Regions from separate parts of the Hordeum vulgare genome. Here region 2 is linked to region 1. Evidence: chromatin contacts called from public Hi-C data. All regions are on one chromosome and are shown on one strand. Each heading gives the region's core, a stretch centred on a gene start, on an enhancer-like site or on the middle of the called end of the contact. The rest is flanking DNA. Distances are from core to core; before and after follow the strand shown.

Region 1 (2,946 bases), core at 291-2,790:
CCTCCACCTCGGCCTCATCCCGAATGGAATCCAGAATTGTGTGATGCTCCGCCATCTCCTTAGATTGAGCGACTGCGAACTCCGCCTTCTCATCCGCCATGCTCAAGCCGGGAGCCTCCTCCTCTAGGTCGTCCTCCACCATGGCTTTCGGCTCCTCCTCCTCCTCCCGCTCCTCATCCTCCTTCATCTCTCGCGAGTCCGTAGGGAGACCCGCAATGATGCGGGCAACGCGACGAGCCTGGATCTCCACCTCGATTTGTAGGCGTCGCTCCGGAGTGAGATGTGCGTAGGTGGTGATGAGCCGCCGAACCATCGTGACGGAGAGGGAACTGCGAGAGGAGGTGGACGAGCTTTGGTGGAGATGGAGAGAAGGAGGAGGCGAATGAGCTAGGGCTGGGGGCGCCGACCGACCCTGACCTTGGGCGACACAGGTGGTTCTAGGCCCTAGACAGCCATGGCCTTGCCTTGGGGCGTGGTTGATTTGTTCTTTGCTAATTGTAGCAAAAAAAATCAATGTGGATTATTGTTGTTGCACTGCTTGCCTGGAACATAGTGTGAACCTAGCTCCGCTAATGTCGGGAGTCGGAGCAACGTCACGCGGCGTTCACACCTCTGCTACTGTGATGCTGGTTTGAAATGTCCGTCTAGATCGTAATTTCGTGATCGGGTAGTGACCGGACGACCTCGCCGAACGTTTGAGGAAGGTTTAAGGGGTTCGATTGTAGATGATCTAAGGATGCTCCCATCGGAAGGTCTCTATTGAACAACAAGATGTTGCTAAACATCTAAATAGCTCAACTAAAAAACAAAACATCTAAAGAGCTACTACTTCACATGGGATGCAATCTTAGCAGCTATATGAAAGAGACGAGCGAGCAACTTCAATTAAATTCATCACGTTACATGTCTTCAATCAAGCATTGGAATGAAAGGAGTTCTCTCATTACTCATGCTCATCGTAGCTGTAATAATGTTAGTCATTTACCCGGAAAAAAAAAAGTAATAATGTTAGTCACGCCTTGGCTAATTTTGATAAGATGTACCGTCGAACTATTGTTTGGCTAGACTGTGGACCAGATGAGATCATGAAACTAGTAGAACGGGATTGTAACATCTAAACTATCAGTAATGCAAGAATTTATTCGAAAAAATAATAATTTGTTATATTCTTTTAGTTTTCACTCTAACCAAACGCACGAATGAAAAACCCCTCGACCAGACACACCCTGAAGCACACCAAAAAGCCATTCCTCGTGTTAAGACGTTCCAAGTTCCAAATTAGACGCCAACAGCCCGCCTAAAAATGGGTATAGCCATTGACCGTTCTCTCTCGCAGACCAGTCTGGCAAGAGTGCCCCCATGTCCATCTGGCCCCAGCCCGACCGGGTCGCTCACCGCAAAGGCCAGCGACGGCAGCCAACTCGGCGGCTCCGAGTCAATCCTGCGTTAAGACACGCGCCCATATCCCGGGCCCCACACACACCCAGGCTTTGGCGGATCCGGCAACCACCGCATGATTGATCGCCACCATCGCAGCGCAGCGCAGCGAACGACGTACGTACCCAAACGCCAGCCAGACCAAACCACACCACTCCGTCCGTCTCCCTCCCTGTACAATACAACTACACGCCTCCCACGACGCCGGCCCTCCTCCCAATCCCCGCCCTCACTCCAGCTTGCCTGGCCTCCTCGCGGAGCACCTAAAAAACGCGGCGGCTTCTGGAAAGGCGAGGCCCGTTTTAAAGGCGCCGCCCCGCCCCCGCCCCCGCCCCCGCCCCCATCCCACCGATTCTTCCGCTGCCCGTGCCGGTGCCCGTGCCCGCCGCCGCCGCCGCGCGCCCCCCTCCCCGTCCCCGCCTCTTTATAATCAACCGTCCAGTCCCCAGCCCAGCCAGCCCAATCGTTCCGCCACGGCCAGCCCGCGATTCCCATCCCGCCCCACCTCACCGCCCACCGCCCACCGCCACGCCACGCCACGCGCTCCCCGTGTTCCCGGGCTTTACCCGAGGGCCTCTCTTCCTGCTCTTCTTCTTCCTCCTCCTCCTCCTAACGGCGTCGTCCGAACGGACGGCGAGGAGGAGAACCCTTCGCCTGGCCTGGCCTGGCCTGAGTCTCGCCCGGCCTCTCTGGCGGTTGATGATGTCATGTGGCCCCTCTGCTTCATCTCGGACAGGCTGTTCAAGGTGCCGGGAGACGACGGCGGCGAGGGCCCGGGCGCGCCGCTGCCCCCCGACGGCCGGATTCCGCTAGCGCGCCGATCCTACTTCATCGATGTCAGTCCCTCCCCCTCTCATCTCTCTCTCTCTCTCCCTCTCTTTCTCTGTTTATGCTGCGCGGTTTCTGTACGCACGCACGCACGCGCGCGCGTACGAATTATCTTATCACTGCCCGCCTGCCTGCCTGCCTCTAGTGTTAGTGTACATGTAAGGAAAGGATTGCTGAATAACTGCGCGGCATTCGGTTCCATTGACATTTCAGTTGCTTTGCTGGTGGTGCTAGGTCCCGCATGTGCAGCAGGCCTTCACCTGGGACTGCGGCCTCGCTTGCGTGCTCATGGTGCTAAGGACCCTCGGCCTTGATTGCTGCCACGGCATTGCCGAACTCGAGAAGCTCTGCCGCACCACAAGGTTTCCATTTACCAGTTCAAAATTCGGTTCATTAAGAAACTAGCTGCGCCGTACTGCTTCAATTTTTGTTTGAGCCAGTGGTTGTGCTGCCTGGAGGAATGTTAATTTAGTAGTGCCGCATTACTTGAAGTTTTTTTTATCGACGTAGTAGTGTGTTCAAAGGGCTAAGCACAAAGCTAACACTAGTTGTTGGGTTGCTGTGGAATATGTTGTCTAAAAAGTGGGGCGCTCCGGGCAGCTAACTGTTAATAAGAACAGGCAAAACACATGAGTTGCTTTGCAAAGGAAAAAAGAAAGTGCTGTTACACTATAAGTACCG
Region 2 (2,946 bases), core at 244-2,743, 210 kb after region 1:
TTGGATAATTTGAAGCAAAAAAATGACAGGGAAATTTACCGGATATGGTTTTTTAGAAGAAGAAGAAGAAATTAACCGCATATGATAAATCCTGGCTGGCGTCCGCGAGGATTGGGGCCCCGCCCCGTCGGTAGTGGCGGTTGGGTAGGCCCAACGAAGCGGCAGAGGAGCGAAATGAAGGTGGGCCGCAGGCGAGAGCGATGTGGCGGGGCCCATCGGAGCTCGTTGCGGTGCGGGTATCTCCCGCGTCCTGTTCACGGTGATAAAAGAGGCCCGGCGGAGATTCACAGGATTCCGAGAGCCGCCCCTCCAGGCGATGACAGGTGGGTCCCGGGTCCGGCCCGGGCAGACGCTGGGGGGTGGTCCCTCCTCATCGTACTACCCCCTCTCCCGTTTGCCTCTGCCCCTCTTATCCAGAACTTCCAAAGCGGGGGCTCTGATGAGCCGGCGATGAAAAAAAGTGGCGACCAAGCATTTCAAAAATCAAAAGAAGCATTTTCCGCTACGCCTAATAAAAAAAAAAGGCTCACCAAGCGGTGGATGGGTCATGGATGGGCACTCCTCGCCGATCGACGGCGACCCACCGCTCCGACAGGGTGGTGTCACTCTCGCCGGGTTACCGGGCCATGTCCATTCCGGCGCCGCCATGAACCACTGGGCCAAGTACGACTACTACCAGTGCAGTACTCCTGTCTTCCGGATCGCATCGGCCGCCCACTTCGCTTTACAGCGGCAGGTTACCGGGCGCGCTGTGCACTTCAGCAGTTTTTTACGTTTTCCTACTCCGGCCCGTACCCAACATCACGCCATCAACCCACGCCCTTCTCCTTTTGCACTCCGTATACCGCACCCCGCCTTTAAAGCGCCCGCGACTTTAATGCGCTGTATTCGTACAAAAAATACGACAACTTAAATTCCCGAAGGCTAGGAAAAAAAAAAAGGTCTCGTCCTGACGAGTGATGCAATCCTCGTGACCGCATCGCAGAACCCCGCCCGCTTCTTTACTCCCCGCCAACACGCCCGGTTTAATGTCCTAAAAACCAACCACCGCAGAGAAAGAAAAAACCCCGCGAAAAAGCCAACCTCAGCTGAATTAGTTGCACCTGTAGCACGACGCTGGCCGGCTCACATTGCCACCTTGGCCGCCTTCAGTGTTTTGGGTGGCCATACGGAGAAAACTTGCTTTTCCCGCTACTCTGATTTGGTTGTGGAATCGGTTCAACTACCGTTTAACAATCCGTGCAGCAAATCGGAGCGCATTTCCTTCCGGAAAGGCACTTTAGAAATGGTGTGGAGACGACGTGGGACTTGAGCCAAGCCCACAGCCACAGGCTCTACTACTACAGTCTACAGTTCACACACACCGTCATGTCACAGCTCACTCCACTCACAAAAATGCACGGCCATAAAAATAAATACTTAATGAAGGAAAATAATTCGTTTCCCACAAATCTCGTCGCTGGCCTCTCTTTTATAAACCCAACGGAGAGAGAGGGTGAGCAGCATTTGCACCCCCACCCCACCCGAGCTGCAGCCCATCGACATTCCCCGCTCTCTACTTCTCCGTCCCACGACCCCCACCCCTGCCTTTCCCCTGATAAGCACACCACGCCCCACCTCCTTCGCCCGCCTCCTTTCATTTGCCGGCCGGCCTTGCCGCTCCGATTACACGGGCGAGTATTCTTCTTCAAGGTGGAGCAAATGGCGGTGGAGTGGTCCGACGGCGGCGAGGAGTTCCTGCTGCCCGACGAGTTCCTGGACGACGACTTCTTCTCCGAGGAGGAGAAGGCGGCGGTGGCCGCGCGGAGCGAGAGCGACGAGGAGGACAGCTTGGCCGGCCTTGCCCGCCGCCTCGCTAGCCTCCTCGCCGGCGATGGCCTCCCCGCCCCGACTGCCAAGGTTCGTTTCTTGCTTCTTTCGTCTTCTTGCTTGTGTGGCTCGTTATGCGTGCTTGCGCAAGTTCCTCACCGTTCGCTTCTTTGCTTGGCAGGAGGAGGTGGTTGCGGGGTCGCCCAAGTCGACGCTGTGCGGGCTGCCCAAGTCCGGCCAGGAGAGCCCCAACAGCGGCGCGTCTCAGGGGAACTCACCGCCGTCGTCCCCGCTGGAGCAGCAGCCGGCTGATCCGTGGGACGTTCTCTACGAGGCAGAAGGCCATGCCGCCCGCATGCGCGTGAACAGCCCCATCCCCGTGCCAGGCAACCCCTACGGCTTGCACGGCCGCGGTATGTTTGTGCCGCCAGCCAGGAAGGCTTCGCCTCCGCACGCGCCTGCACCAGCCGGCACGGCCGCCGGCGGCGTGTACTACCCCCCTTTCGCTCACCTCGTCACGCAGCGCCAGATACATGCTGCCAGGGTGAGTTTCAATTTGAATAAATTCTTGTTGCGCCTACCACCTGAAGCTTTTCTTTCCTGAACATTTGCGTTTGTGTTATGTCTGCAGTTTCATCTCCTTAAGCAGCAGCAGCTCTTCAAGCAGCAGAGGGACAGGCAGCTCGCCGCAGCCGCCGCCTGGAGCGTGCGCCGTAACGCGGAAGCCAAAAGAGCCGGTGCCGGTCCTATTGACCTGAGCCCGGCGTCGTTCCCGCCGCTGCTGAAAACGCACCTGCAGCACACGCCGGCGCCCCGTCCCACCCACCCCCCGGCCGCCGGCATGCGCGCTGTGTTCCTCACACCGCCAGGGGCCAAGCGCGAGCGCGCCGGCACCGGCGTCTTCCTCCCGCGCCCGGCCGGCTTCCCCGCAGAGCCAAAGAAAAAGCCAAGTGCGTCCCTCCCTCGTGCCTTTTGCTTGCCCGTTTTGGTTGTTGGTTCGTCGAGGTTGGTTGCTAAATATTCTTCTCGTTTGGTGCTTTTCGCGTCATTGCAGGCTGCTCGACGGTTCTTGTCCCCGCCCGTGTCGTGCATGCCCTGAATCTGAACCTCGACGACCTCGGCTCCCAGCCTCGCTAC

What was found. A called contact is a pair of places that touch in the nucleus more often than the background predicts.
Region 2: a Hi-C map of seedling shows a contact between it and region 1, with 2.3 times the contacts expected there. The contact joins the promoter of LOC123445708 here to the promoter of LOC123445699 in region 1. A contact is called at or near these places in 2 of 6 Hi-C or Micro-C datasets (seedling and an unstated tissue) and 1 of 1 datasets of contacts at active chromatin or transcription factors (embryo).

The regions. Positions count from the first base shown.
Region 1 is chr1H:465,317,959-465,320,904 of MorexV3_pseudomolecules_assembly, forward strand. It overlaps LOC123445699 (guanylyl cyclase 1), which reads left to right and starts at 1,541. Exons shown (of 9, transcript XM_045122726.1): 1 at 1,541-2,273; 2 at 2,500-2,627. The coding sequence starts at 2,145.
Region 2 is chr1H:465,525,459-465,528,404 of MorexV3_pseudomolecules_assembly, forward strand. It overlaps LOC123445708, which reads left to right and starts at 1,494. Exons shown (of 5, transcript XM_045122737.1): 1 at 1,494-1,899; 2 at 1,991-2,353; 3 at 2,441-2,759; 4 at 2,864-2,946. The coding sequence starts at 1,702.